Linked DNA regions of Mus musculus: regions 1, 2 and 4 are each linked to region 3. The links are chromatin contacts, called in public promoter capture Hi-C maps. All regions are on one chromosome and are shown on one strand. Each heading gives the region's core, a stretch centred on a gene start, on an enhancer-like site or on the middle of the called end of the contact. The rest is flanking DNA. Distances are from core to core; before and after follow the strand shown. Region 1 holds the start of Synrg (synergin, gamma). Region 2 holds the start of Ddx52 (DExD box helicase 52). Region 3 holds the start of Ccl6 (chemokine (C-C motif) ligand 6). Region 4 holds the start of Hnf1b (HNF1 homeobox B).

The links. Promoter capture Hi-C pulls out the DNA fragments that hold promoters and counts their contacts.
Region 1: a promoter capture Hi-C map of liver shows a contact between it and region 3, with 2.2 times the contacts expected there. The contact joins the promoter of Synrg here to the promoter of Ccl6 in region 3. A contact is called at or near these places in 8 of 39 promoter capture datasets (the 3T3-L1 cell line, 3T3-L1-derived adipocytes, the C10 cell line and 5 more) and 1 of 9 other capture datasets (pancreatic islet).
Region 2: a promoter capture Hi-C map of liver shows a contact between it and region 3, with 3 times the contacts expected there. The contact joins the promoter of Ddx52 here to the promoter of Ccl6 in region 3. A contact is called at or near these places in 13 of 39 promoter capture datasets (the 3T3-L1 cell line, the C10 cell line, cranial neural crest and 8 more), 1 of 15 datasets of contacts at CTCF or cohesin (large pre-B cells) and 1 of 115 datasets of contacts at active chromatin or transcription factors (large pre-B cells).
Region 4: a promoter capture Hi-C map of hippocampal neurons shows a contact between it and region 3, with 1.9 times the contacts expected there. The contact joins the promoter of Hnf1b here to the promoter of Ccl6 in region 3. A contact is called at or near these places in 2 of 39 promoter capture datasets (hematopoietic stem and progenitor cells and hippocampal neurons).

What each region holds. Positions count from the first base shown.
Region 1 is chr11:83,962,415-83,965,893 of GRCm38.p6, reverse strand. It overlaps Synrg (synergin, gamma), which reads right to left and starts at 1,463. Exons shown (of 20, transcript NM_194341.2): 1 at 1,348-1,463. The coding sequence starts at 1,418. It overlaps Ddx52 (DExD box helicase 52), which reads right to left. Exons shown (of 15, transcript NM_030096.2): 15 at 2,806-3,479.
Region 2 is chr11:83,940,234-83,943,380 of GRCm38.p6, reverse strand. Ddx52 (DExD box helicase 52) reads right to left here and starts at 1,291. Exons shown (of 15, transcript NM_030096.2): 1 at 1,117-1,291; 2 at 1-138. The coding sequence starts at 1,203.
Region 3 is chr11:83,591,816-83,595,359 of GRCm38.p6, reverse strand. It overlaps Ccl6 (chemokine (C-C motif) ligand 6), which reads left to right and starts at 2,273. Exons shown (of 4, transcript NM_009139.3): 1 at 2,273-2,494. The coding sequence starts at 2,419. All of the region lies in intron 1 of E230016K23Rik (RIKEN cDNA E230016K23 gene), which reads right to left. Gm38933 (a long non-coding RNA gene) reads left to right here. Exons shown (of 3, transcript XR_880087.2): 3 at 155-338.
Region 4 is chr11:83,849,398-83,852,952 of GRCm38.p6, reverse strand. It overlaps Hnf1b (HNF1 homeobox B), which reads right to left and starts at 2,084. Exons shown (of 9, transcript NM_009330.3): 1 at 1,561-2,084. The coding sequence starts at 1,904. Gm12576 (a long non-coding RNA gene) reads left to right here and starts at 2,322. Exons shown (of 4, transcript XR_388929.3): 1 at 2,322-2,446; 2 at 2,674-3,555.

The DNA.
Region 1 (3,479 bases), core at 214-2,713, 370 kb before region 3:
AGCTGAGCATGTCTTTGAGCTCCTGATCTTCCTGCCTACATCTCCTCAGAGCTGGATTACAGGCATTCTCCAGTGCAGCTCCTTGGACCAGTGGCATTAAAATACTACAAACCAAACTGAGCAACACACTGAATTTTTCTGTGCCCAGGGGGTCTTCCTTTTTTTTTTTTTTGAAAACATTTGTGCCTAAAACATGAAATTCTTTGAAAATTTCTAGGACTGGTCCCATTATTACTCATACATTTGATTAGATTAATAGAATGCCACTTTAGAAATTGTCATCCTGTATATATTCTGCAGGCAAAAGCAATTTCTAATGCTCACTAATGAAAGACCCCAACGAAACAGTGACAAAACCAGAGGAGGAAGGAAAATGTTTTAAGTTTAAAGTCAAAGACTGTAGAGGAAGCAGAAAACCTGGCCACACACCGTTGCTTTATTCAAGTGACTGCTTTTTTTCCTTCCGTGAATGAGTGTGTGTGTGTGTATTCACAATATGCACCTGAAGGAGACGGTTACTTTAAAATCTTTTACACATTTGAAGTGTAGGTGATTCCAAAATTAAACTATACATTAAAAAAAAAACCCAAATACTTCGCTTTCCAAAGATAACTTAGGATATTTAAAAATAAAAGCTAATTTTATCTCGGAATGTGTGTGCTATATGTCAGCTAATTAAATAAACACAAACTGAGTCATGATAGAAAGGGGAGCAGACTTTCTGGAATCAAACATTTTGTCAAATGAAAATGAACTTGAGTTACAAACACCCCTTTACCATTCTGGATACAGGGAGCATAGCCTAAAAATTATCTGAAATAGAACAAAGAGCAGATTTTTATTTTTAAAAGGAGCTCAATAAAGTCTGGAAGCTTTTGTTTTAAGAGGAGCATACTGCTCTTGGTCAGTGAATTTTCTTTGTTTCAAAATGTCTATTTTAAAAGGAGTCAGACAAATGTTTTTTTCTACTAAACGGGCTTTATCTCAAGACAATTACTAATTCAAAGGTCTTCAGATTTTTCTATTTGTATGTGAAGAAAAGAAAAAAGGACTGGACAGGACGCTCTATGAGAGGAAAGACAGTACTGTACAGTCTTAAAACGGTTCCTCCAGCTTTGCGACTAGACCGTCACAGCCTTCGCTCCGACAGCAGCTCGAGCCCAGCAAGCCTAGCAGGGACTCGCGGGCGCTCGAGGCCCCGCGGCAGGTGCGGTGGCGCCTGCACCCGAGCGCGCTCCCCGCGGGTCCCCAGGACGCTCGCGCCCCGCAACCGCCGCCCCTGCGCCCGGCCCCACCTGCCCACCCCGCCGACCATGGCTGCCCACTCCGCCCGCCCCGCCGACCCACCTGCCTGCCCCGCCGGGCCCCGCGCCCGCCCCCGCCGCGCCGCTGGCTCCGGCTCCCGGCCGCAGCGCCATCTTGCTCGGGGCCGCCGCCGCGCCAGCAGCTGTCAGCCGAAGACAGGCACTTCCGGGGCAGACACCGCCCCACCAAGTCGGGGCCGACGACGGGGCGGGGCTGCGCGCCCACGTGACTTCATGGCCCCCGGGCACGAGCGGCGCGCCCCGGTGGCATTCTGCAGGAGACACAGCACTGCGGCTGGTGTAGTTAGTTTGCAAACCCGGATCTGCACTAATGCACACAGTAGGTCCTGATATAACCAGATGATGGAACACAGGTGCTTTTCTGCTGTTCCTTTACACAGCAGTCGGATCCTAGAGGGCCTTTACAGCTGTTTCCCTTGGCACTCTCTCTTCAGCATCTATTACAGACACTGACAGTACCTTTTACTTAAGTCAATCTAGAGCATACATGGACCCAATACACACGAAGAGGATATCCTCCAAGGTGCCCTACTCATGTGGTCGGTTTTGCCATAGTGAGGCACCGTGAGCACATGCTGAACCTACACAGGGTATTTTTACTTTGACACCTCCAACCCTAACCAAGCTACCTGGAAGTAAAATGTGTTGAAAGTAAGTTTGTTAAGCTCTTAGATAATGGATCAATCACAACCAGTCCCTGCCACTTCTTGCCTTACAGCTTTCGCTGAGACAATTATAATAGGTTATTAGTTTACTAGACCAGTTTTATGTGCATTTAATAGTCTGATGTCCCTGAGTTATTACTGCTATTTTAGAAATGAGAAAAAAAAATCTTGAAAGAAGTTCTTGTAATATGCTCAGATCTTGGAGCTGCAGTGTGTCCACACCAATATGTCCTCAAAGTCCTTGGTCCTTTAACTAGGACCACGCCCACTATTTGTGAGATCTGTTTTCCTTGTTTGGTCTTGTTTACTATTTCACTTTTCCTCTTCCCTGGTCAAAGCTAGCATTTATATAGGAGAGTCCTTACTGATATGTATAGGAGTTTAAATCCATTCCTGACCCTTTTTTTAAAAAAAAAGCTGATACAAGTTTTGTAGCTACTTCATGGACTGGGTGGTTGCTCAGAAAAAATAAAGAGAAAATAACTGAATGGGGATTATCAACACGATCTGTTACCATCTCTATCTGCATCCGTCCAAGGACACTCCCCACCTGTGTTAAGAGTCTTGTTAGGATGCTTTGAGATCACAGCCCCATACCACATAATCGTTTCTATACTTCATCACTGCCGTTAGTTGCTAAAGAGTGGTGCTGTTAGCATACAAAGCTTCAGACACAGAGATAGGCACTTTTACTCTTAAAACACAGGAAAAGCTGAAGGTCTAAAATGAAAATGCAGCCGCAATGGTTTCAAGTGTATACCCACTTCAGGATATACACTGACTCAACTCTCTGCAAGAACAAAACAATTACAAACTTTTAGTTTTTATTCTCTAGAGCAGTTTATTTAAATGAAGCCTGATTTTTTTTTTAAATCTTTATCCCATCTATTCAATATCAGTCTCATGTCTGTATTCTCAGCAGTAAAGGGGCTGAAACAGGAGGATTGCTGTGAGTTCCAGGCCAGTCTGGGATACAGAGATCCCTTTTCAAAACAAATACACATTTAAAAGGAGGTCTACTGTGCTGATTTTAGACTAAAGTATCAACTGCCTAGAGTAAAGGAAACAGGCTTAATTCAGTTGCTGGCAGTCACTTATGTTGTAGTCCTGTGGCAGCACAGGCCCTGAGAAATTCTAGGCTCCAGTCTTAAGTGCTTCAACTTGTACCAAGCCTTTTTTATTCCACTGTACAAAGCAGGTAATTAAGGAAAACCTGCATACTGTGCACTGCCTTGGTCCAAATGATCACAGTTCTCTGTGGAGGGTGGCTGAAGCCCATCAAGTCTCAGCAAAGATAAGCATCTGAGACAATGAAACGAGGTGTATCGTGTAACGGGAATGTTCTTCCTCATCAGGATAGGATAGAGTGCTATCTGCTTTCAGGCAGTCATCTTGGTGGAAAGAGACAGGAAAGAACATGGTTAAATGATGGAGAATGAAGTCAGACAGGGAAAGGCTGATCATAACCTTACAGTTGCAACATTATGAC
Region 2 (3,147 bases), core at 42-2,541, 350 kb before region 3:
TTGTGTTTTCTCCTCATTTGGGGGCTCCTGGTGTATTTGCAATGCTCCACATTCATCTGAGACGGACTTCTTGTTTCCGAAGAAGTCTAGTCCCTTCAGGACCTCCAAAGACTCGGAATCGAATTTCCTTTTTCCTACCTAAAACCCCAAAAGTTTTAAATGAAATTTACTGCCAGAACTGTTTCCATCCAACCGTGACTGGCTGTACGGAGGACGCAGGTTCAGTAATTCGCCTTTTTAACCTTTTCAAACAAGATTCTGTTGAGCTAAGTAGTGTGTTTAGGCAAACAGAATCCTATCAACAACAACAATGAATATTTATATACATTTACTACACGTCAAGGATATTTATTAGATATTAAATTACTTCATCCTCACACCAACCCTACAAGGTAAATAGCAGTGAGACAGAAGAGGGGAAAAAAAAATCCAGGCACCAGCAAGTAACTTAGTGAAGATCTCAGAAGTATTCACTAGCAGGCCCTGCATTTGATCCCAGAAATCCCTGCTCCAGGGTTCAAATGTAACCACAACACTGCAGTCAGGACGAAGAAACACAGACATCACCCTCCACAAAGGCTGTATTTTACAGTAAGGCTTATGTTTAAAATGTTTCACAAGTGAGTCCCAACTGACTTCCTTTCATGCTCACTACTTCTTTAAGAAACCCCCCGCATATCAGGATCACACTTTTGGTTGGCTACTTAAAATGTGGTTGGTTAGAGTGATGAAAAAACAAAACAAAACACCCCAACTCTCCACTGCAGTACAGCTATCTGTACATTAAGTCAAACTTGGGTAGCTTACAGTGAAAGCGTGCTTTCTTAGTTTCTAAGAGGGGTCTCGGAAAGGATTCCAACTTTGTGAGTAAAGTAAGATACCTGGGAATCAAAATGTCTGTGCCAGGCTCAACTGAGTCTACCGGGGCTCAGTAAACAGTCCTTCAGAAGTCTGGGGTAAATCTTAGGTTAAGCTAAATCCCAGGAGGGAAATGCTTGGGGGTGATCGGAGCCTGGCCTCGGGGTCTCCAGCGCGCCGGCTGCCCGGTTGGCGGCGGTCTCAATCTCCGGATCCCGCCCCTTCTCGGTCACGCGGCTCCCCGCGTACAGAAAGTACCTGGAATCGAGTAGCGTCTGCTGAGAAGCGCTTCACGTCGAACTTGGCGCCGGCTCCAAGCCGGCGAAACAGGTCGTAGGAATCCATCTTTACCCAGAAGGCCCCACGGCCTCCCGGCGCCTGCGTTTACCACTTTCTATCCGCGACTGCTTCCGCACAGGCCGTAGCGGAAGTCGCTCCAGGAGGCGGAGCCTGGCTGTGATAGGCGTGGAAAACGTGTGAGCTGGGAATTCGTTCACAAAATCCAAAATCGACGCTTCTTGTGCGTGGGAGTGTGCTAGACGTTTAGTGATAGTTTGATGAGCAACACGCCAATATTCTGCATTTTCGGTTACCGTTTAGAAAGGACAGAGATACTATTAACCAGTTACTGTAACTGAGGAAAATGGAAAGCATCGTGAGGCAAATTAAAAGCTGTGATGGGTTGAGAAGGGGTAGAAGCTAGTTTAGTTAGATTGGTTAAATTCAATCAAATTTGAACTGAGAAGGGGCCACTTTCCCAAGACATGGGAACAGCATTCCAGGGAAGAGAAAACCCATCTGAAGAAGGAAACGGATCTGAAACCTTGTTAGAACAGAAGCCGATCTGAGTTGCTCTCCAGTGCCACAGAAAGAAGGAAAAGGGGGTGGGTGGGGGGAGGGATGAAGGAAGAAATGAAGAAAGGAAAGAAAATTGGAGTAGCTGGAGCTAAGCTTACAGGGGCAAACAAACCAGGTCTCAACGCTGTAACAAGGGCATGATGAAGTATTTAGGTTTTAATCTAAACATGCTGCAAAACCAAAATTCATGGAAGGAGCAACTATCTTAGTTTATCCCATTTGATTTTTAGATTCATTCTCATTGTGTTTGAACTACTCGACTTTTTAAGTTTTGTATAACCTGTCTTCTGGAATGTAAGTCCACAAACATGAAGATCTATTTTTGCTTTATGATTGTATCCCTGGTTCTGTTTGCTTTCCATAAATGTTTGATGAATGAATTCGTGAAAGGGCCATACATGATTATTTGGAGTTATTTGGAGAAGGGACATGGAACAGATAAGAGTAGAAATGGAGACTAAAGTAGCTGTTGCTTTTATCTGGGTTGATAGCTATTCAAATGTGGATGGATTTGGGCTACAGTTTGGATATAGAGTTTAATGTACCTGATGGAGTTTGTGTAGGGTGAGGAAATGGATCCAGAGGTAGCTAAATATTGTGGTTTGAGCTGGGATGATGGCATGCCATTTACTGAACTAAGAAGAAAGGAAGAGCAGCCTTTTGGTGAGAATGAGAATCATGGAATTGTTACGTTTGTAGACATGTAGATCTCTACTTGATTAAGTGAAGACATCCAATTAGGTACTTGGACCCAAGAGTCTGAAGCTCAGGACTGAAGGCTGGAGAAACAAAACTGGGAGACATCAAAATATAAATAATACAATGCATAGACTCAAACATCATATGTCCATATCATTTGTGGATAGATCTATGATATAGAGAGGAGAGGGGGAAAGTTCAGTTCTAGTGAGACTTTCATTCTCGAGGAGAGCAGATGTGGAGTGAGCATAAGATGTCATGAAAATCTCTTCCCTGACTCCTCCTTACAGCTAACAGTGGGGACATCTTACTCTTTTAAATATATTTACTCCCTCTCTATAAATAGTATTTTGAGGAGACAGGAAGATGGCTCAACAGGTAGACACCAACCCTGCAAACTTGATGATCTGACTTTGATCCTGAGAACCCATGCAGAAGAACAGATAAGGCTGTGAAGACGTTTGTAGCATTTAGCTTAGGCAGGACCAAAGTTTATCCACGTTAATACAGTGGAGGTTATGGTCTCTCCCATCCAGTTATAGCCCCATGGTATTAATGGTTCCCTAGAGAGTTAACCTCCCAGGAGCTGAGGAAAGCCCTGTAGGTGGCCTTCCTTACTAGGAAATATTTAGCATTATACCAATGGCCAGCTCACTTTCCTTCTTCCAGAGAATAGATTTGTCTTGCTCGTTGAATTTGTGCTCTATATCCTTTACTTTAAAAGGAGGGACT
Region 3 (3,544 bases), core at 1,024-3,523:
GATATTTTGAGCCATATTCCTCCACTTTTTAACTTATCCTGAGACTGAGCTATCCCTTCTGCGTGCTTGCACGAGTAAAAGGAAATGTCCTGGGATATCACACTGAGTTTTCAACCTGGACCAGACCCTGATGCCCTGTCTTGTTCCTTCCCAGGCTTCCCTGGAGATCTCCTCTGAATACATTATTGTGTCTCGTCGAAAGTTTAGAGAGACAGCTACACCCAAGGTGTGGGGTTTTAACCTCCTCATGCGATGAGAAACATGGAGTCTAAATTTGCTTATTGACACACTGGCAAGCTCTAGATGCCTCGGAACATCCTCTGGTGAGACTCTGGAATTAAAACGGAATGTGCATCTCCAGCAGAAGAAAGCTTTGGCTGTGAACACAAGCCAGAAATGCAGGACTGGTAGAGAGAGCACAGAGTTCCCTGTGCCTGAGGGGACGAGTCTCAAAGCAAGCAGACAAAAAAGCAAGAGTTGGTAGGAGCAATAGGAAGATTTTAGACTCAAGAGAGGGACTGGAGCCTGTCACACACAGAAACAGCCTTCCCTAGTGCGTTTCAAATCCAGAACACACTGGATCTAAAACGGGTTAGAGACTCTGGGCATCACACCAGAGTCAGTTCACACCAACAGGGTCTCAGAAAGCCCTCCCACAGGTGAAGACATTGTAAGACCATGGTGGAACACCTTTTGGTGGCAACCTTTTGGACTACCATGTTTGTTCCATCTGACCCAGGAGAGGGGTATAAACGGCTCTAAGGAGACTCCTCTATTCAAAGGCAGTGTCACTCATCAAACACTGTGTGAGTCTCTGCTTAGAAACAGAGAGAAATGAGAGCAAGCCAAAGGATAGAGGAGAGCAGCTAAGAGGCCGTCAAGGGAATTCACCAACACTGCTTCGGAGCCGGACCATTTGCAGTCACCAGAAAAGACGTCAATAGCAGTAGTAAGTTGGGCATGAACTGGGCACTGCTCCATGCTGCTACATGTGCCAGTCTGGGAAGTTCTTTCCAGAGCCCTAAGTACAGATGAAGCAGGGTGCTTGACTGTATAAAAAAAATTTCAGGACAGACAATATGAAGCAGCATGGGAGGGTTTAAAAATATTTATTTGCTATCATTAATTATGTATATGTGTGTGTGCATGTGTGTGGTGTGTGTGTGCATGTGTGGTGTGCATGTGTGGTGTGTGTGTGTGTGTGTGTGGTGGTGGTGGTTGTGCACCAGCACACATGTGCATGTGCAAGTGCCCACAGGGGCCAGAAACATCAGTCAGATCCTTCTGCAGCTGGAGTTCCTGGCAGTTGCAAGCTGCCCACTGTGGTTGCTGAAAATCAAACTGGGGTCCTCTGTAGCAGCAGATTGTGCTCTGAACAATTAAGCTGCCTCTCCAACCCTAGTGATGGAGTTTACTAGAAAGAGATTTTAAAAAACAAAACAAAACATAAACTTATATATGAGTGTGAATAGAGACACTTGGGAAATGGACATTACACACTCAGGTGTGGGCATGGACTTCCCAAGAGAGTCACAGCTAAGTTACAATTGAGGTACAACAGCCAACAGGTATAACTTTGGTAGCCTCTGAAGTTATAGCCCAAAGGGCTGCTAAGAACTTTCTCTTTTTTTGGTAGATGAGATCAGAGAGTGGTTCTTGAGGTTCGTTAAGGATGATTGCAGCTCATATGCTATCGCCCTTGGTCATGAGGATCCCACAAGGAAGTTGAGGTAGCTTTCACTATAACGAAATGTTTAGTCTTATTTGTAAGATTCTCAGAAAATTGCATGTTCACATCTGTGAAAGGAATTACGCCATACCTAAATATCAAATATTATTGAACATAGTCCATTGCTTTTTAATAAGTATATAAGCGGCATAATCCATTGTTATATTAATATTCTTTTTAAGATATCTCTGTACATAAGGAATGTTTTCTCTATAGGCAACTTTTCTTTGTTAATTATGCTGAAATTCTTGACTCTCAGCTTATAACATGTTCTGGATGGAGTTTGCAAAAACAGAAAATATTGCAAATGACCATGTCTTTTCATACCCTCTTTCAGGATAGCTCCTATCCTAATTCCACCACTTACTAGCTATGTAGTCCAACACACCAAGAAGACCTCTAAGGCTCCTTTCTCTCTAACATCCCCTCGTTGCCCCTGTTTTTCTAGCCCACCATGACCTTTGCCCTCGCTTCCTGTTGCATTCTTGGCCCTCCACTTCCTGTTGCATTTTCAATCTTGTTCCCTCTTTTAGAACTAGCCTGTTGTGTATTATGTAGCCAGGGACAGCATTCTGAACTCTACCCTGGCACTTCCTGAACCTCCTAGCTTATAAATACCAGGGCAGGCCAGAGAATCAGGGAGGAGTGAGCAAAAATTCTCAGACCAGCTGGGCCTGTCCTCCAGGAGGATGAGAAACTCCAAGACTGCCATTTCATTCTTTATCCTTGTGGCTGTCCTTGGGTCCCAGGCTGGCCTCATACAAGGTGAGTTCACTTGAGCCCTCTCAACCCAGGGGGCAAGTCTGTGAGACCTGCAGAACTGGAGGGGAGCTAGAGAAGGAGAGCACTGCCCTCCTGGAAATATTCCATCCTTGACATGGTGATGGAATTCCCTAAGAAGCAGCATCAAGTTATAGATCTGCCTCTGTAGCCTTTAGGCTCTGAAAGAAATGCAACACAGAGGCTGGCTCCCACTTGGGGAAATAATTATGCTTGACGAGTTTATTTAGCTGACACAGGACCAAGCATTAACTCATAAGAATAGGAGTAAAATTATAAGTGGGAGGGTAGCAGTCTTGCAGGAGGCATGATGGTTGAAGTGTCTGACACCACCTCTACAAAGCCATCATTTTGAAGAAGTGGGACAGGCAGGTAATCAATTCAACCCAAGACCATTTAACCACGCTGTTCTTTTATTTGACAAGTGCATTAGCTAGTGCTTCTTATGTGCTGGACAGACAGCTACTGTAGGGTAGATGTCATACTAAACAATGGGAAGTTGCATATTTTTTTTTGTACTGGAAAACAGTAAGCCATCAATGATTTTGTATATTTTCCCTCACTATCATGGTTGCTGTCATTTTATAAATAAGAAAACTATATCAGAAGTTTAAGATTAAGGCTAGTGAGTGGTGGGATTAGGGTAGGGACCAGCCTGGGATGGAGTATAGAAAGATATAGTCATTTGGGATCTTTTCTGGGTTTTGCAAGGTCTACCTAGACCCATGAAGTATGCTACAATGTATCTACATGCCTCCTTAGAGTACGCCATACTAATTACACCATTTCTGGGTGTCCTGGGACCCTAGACCCATGTGGATATCAAAATCCACAGATTTCATATCTATAACCCACACACATCTTCATCTGTGTGTTTAAAAAAAATCTCTAGATATTTTTAAGACTTAAAACCACTTAAATGTCAGTAAACAGTCACTATATTGTTATCCAGGGAATCATGGCAAAAAGTCTCTAGTGTTCCAGTTATATTTCAGGAAATGTTTTCTTGGTTGACTCTGTGGATGTGGAAGCTCC
Region 4 (3,555 bases), core at 835-3,334, 260 kb before region 3:
TCCGCGCGTGTGTCCGGCGAGCACCCCCTCCTGCGTTTTGATTTCCTTCCCTTTCTAAGCCGAGTTTACAACTTCACCAATGAATAACCCGCCTCTCTTTTCAACCTAATCACGTTTTGTGTACTTTCTGTTGATGATTTATAGGAATAAATTAATAACACCCCAACTCCACGTGCTGCAGTTTATGTTACATCTCCGCTCTGTCCAGCCCGGGGTGGGGACCACGGTGGAGAGGCGCCCTCGGCCTCCCGGGCTTCCCTAAGTCGGCTCCGAGGCGAACTAGACAGTGGCTCTCAGGAGGAAGGACCTAGGCCCCAGGGGGCTGGCGACGGGATGCCGGGTCCCTGAGCCAGGCCCCAGGATAAATTTTCTGCCAGCCTGCCGTCCCAAACCTTCCGAGGGGCTCGGTACCTCAGTCTGTACCCTCTACCCCTGACACCATCCAGGCCGCTAAACTCAGCCAGAGGGGGAAAAAAAAAATCATTGCTACGTGGAGAAACAGCAACGAAAGAAACCCAAGCTTTTAAATTAGAGCAAAATCATTTTAGGGGTTAAAAAAACAAAAAAAACAAAAAACTTTTAGAAGTCCTCCAGATTGCCTTGGCTAGAGGGCGAGCGGCCGGGTCCCCAAAGCGCAAATTCAAATGCAAGGTCATATCCCACCCCAAGCGCGCGCTGCAGGAGAGGAAGCCGAGCCAGGGAGGCCGCCACAGTCACTCCGGAACTCTGAAACTTTGAAGCCGCAGGGCTTAAGAGTCAGAGGCCACGCGAGGGGCTCCTTTCTGAAGCCAAGTGGCCCCGGAGCGACGCGCAGTCTAAGGGAGCCGCTTGGCTCCTTGGATAATTAGTAACTAGCTGTCAAAGCGTAGGCCCGGGCGAGAGGACCGGCAAGTGATCCCAGCCACCGGAGGGACCGCCAGCCAGCCTGGGCTCCCCTAAGCCTGCTGGGGTGTCGTTAGTGAGATGCGTACACGCCCACCTCTGCAAAAGGGCATGGTGGTCTTAGGAGCACCTATTCTCTCTCCCTTTGTTCATGGTTTCTTTTGCCCGGCACTGGTGACCCTACAACAAACTTTCCACTTTATAATTCTAAACTTGGCTCTGTAAGGACACAATCAGAGAACTTGCTTCCCAGGCCTCGGCCACTGATGCTGCCAGGTCTTTTGCAGAGAACTGCAGATCGCAGGGATTAATACGTGGCTTGGGGTTTGGGAAGTTTGGTGGGTCCGGGGGCAATTGCAGCCTTTTCGCTGCACCCACCAGCCCCTCTGGTCATGTGACCTAAGGCTCCGCACCTTCGGTTCTCGTGACTGGGTACCACCAACAAAGTGCCTGGGTCCAGGCTGCCCGCATAGGTGGAGGCAGACGAAGCCTGGGGGTTCCAGGTCGCCCGGTGGAGGGCCAGGTTCAATAGTTAGCAGAGAAGCGGAGTGCCCCCGGGCTATTTTTCCCGTGGGGAAGGGGCTTGGGGAGAGCAGTGTACACCTCATGCCTCCGGTGAGGGGCCGGGGACTCCAGAGACTGCTCGGGCTCCAGGGCGTACCTCGCTCGCTTGCCTACCTGAGCATCCGGTCCACCTCGGCCCGCTGCTCCGCGGCCTCCTCGGTGTTGAGCGCCTGGAGCTCTTTGAGGATGGGAGGAGTGTCATAGTCGTCGCCGTCCTCTGAGCCCTCGTCCCCAGACAAGCGGCCCTTGGCGTGGCCATTGGTGAGAGTATGGAAAACCGGCTTGGTGTCGAGATCCGCCCCGCTCCCGGGGGACAGGGGCAGTGTCTCCAGCTTCACCCCGAAATTCGGGGACGGCAGTAACTCCTCCAAGGCCTGGATCAGCACTTCCTTGGTGACTCCGGAGCTCAGCAGGGCACTCAGGAGTTCTTGCTGGAGCGACGTGAGCTTGGACACCATTTTCCAAGGACGGAAAAAGAAGGGGTTGAGGGGATGGGTGGGTGTGAGAGAGGAGGGTGGAGGGGAGTTTTACAAGAGAACTCCAAGTCCTGGAACCCCTCCACCCTTTAGCTTTCAGACACCTGTTACTCTCTGGGGTCCCGGAGACTCCTCCGAGAGGAGTCAGAAAACTTCTAACTTGCCATGATCTCCACCATTAGGCCATATAAGATATGCAAATGAGTGGGAAGGGCTCAGCTTTCGGCAAGATGCAAATGGTGGTGGGGAGGGGGGAAAAACCGAGAAAGTGGGAGAACCTAAGGGACAGTCCAACGGAGCGAGAGACTTGGGCCGGGATTGGGACTTGCCAGAGCCCATTCTACTCACGCTGGGGGGCTCCAAATCTTCTCTACCGATTCTGTTTATCAGCCAAACTTTAGGTGACCTTTGGACTGGTAAAGCAAGCGGCTTGCAGCCTGGGCTGGGTGGGGGTGGGGGACCTTTCCACTAGCGACAGGTTCGGCTTTAGTCCAGAAAGAAGAAACTGCGCTTCGGGGGTTCAGGTGAGAGAGCTGGACAAAGTTGGGGTGCCTTGGCAAGGGGGAGGGGGGGAGGGTGAGGAGAGCAGAAAGCCTCCAGGTTGTCTGCAGGTAGCAAGCCTGGAGATGTAGTCAGATGGTGGCGAATCAGATTCTTTGGGAATGGGCGCCAGGAATAAGAGTGGCTTTAGGCGCGGTTACAACGAATTGGAGGGACCCCATTTCTTTTTACCTCGGTTACTGCTCTCCAGGTCCTCCTCAGCTCCGCCTGGTAGTTTGGATTTGCCGGATTCCTGACCAGGACCGCGCGTTGTTAACGTGCTAGAGGCCTGCGGGACCCTTGAAAGGAGACGCCGATTCGTTTATGGCCAGAGGGAGTAGCGAAAGTGGAGCTCTGCCGCTGCAGGGCTCACCAGCTACCTGCCCCGCCAAGCCAAGGGGGAGCAGGACACCTGGAGCTCGCCTTCTGCCTAAACCCGGAACCCAACAGCGCCTGAGCTCTGCACCCAAAACTAGGGCTACGGAGTCTCCTTTCTAGTAGTGAATGTGTAGATTGACCTGTGGCTGGACCGACTGTTGCAGCTCTGGATTACCCAGGACCACTGTTTTGGTTCTTAATTCTAGGAAGTCCGTTGTACCGGGAGTTAAGAATCGCGCTCTATAAACACAAGTTCACTGTGGTGGTGGCAGGAGTCTTGTATGCCACCTAGAGCAGGCACCCCTAAAGCCACTGAAGAAAAAAAAATGTTTTTTCCCCCACCCAGGTCTGGTCCGGAAGGAAGCTCTGAGCCTTTCGGCACAGCACGGCAGGAGTTTCTGCCACATCTCCCCTGGGACCCGGAGAGGAAGCAAGGAGGCACAAGCCGCACCCAGACCTCCAGGCAGGGACCTGAGCTGCAGGGAAGGAAACTGCTTACACACACACACATACACACACACACACACACACACACACACACACACGCACACGCACACGCACACGCACACGCACACGCACACGCACACGCACACGCACACGCACACGCACACGCACACGCACAGGCACACACATTTCCCCAGGGTAGAGGCGGTTTTGAACCTCGGTTCTCTCATTTGTGAAATATATTCCTAATATCCAGGATACAGAAAAGCTG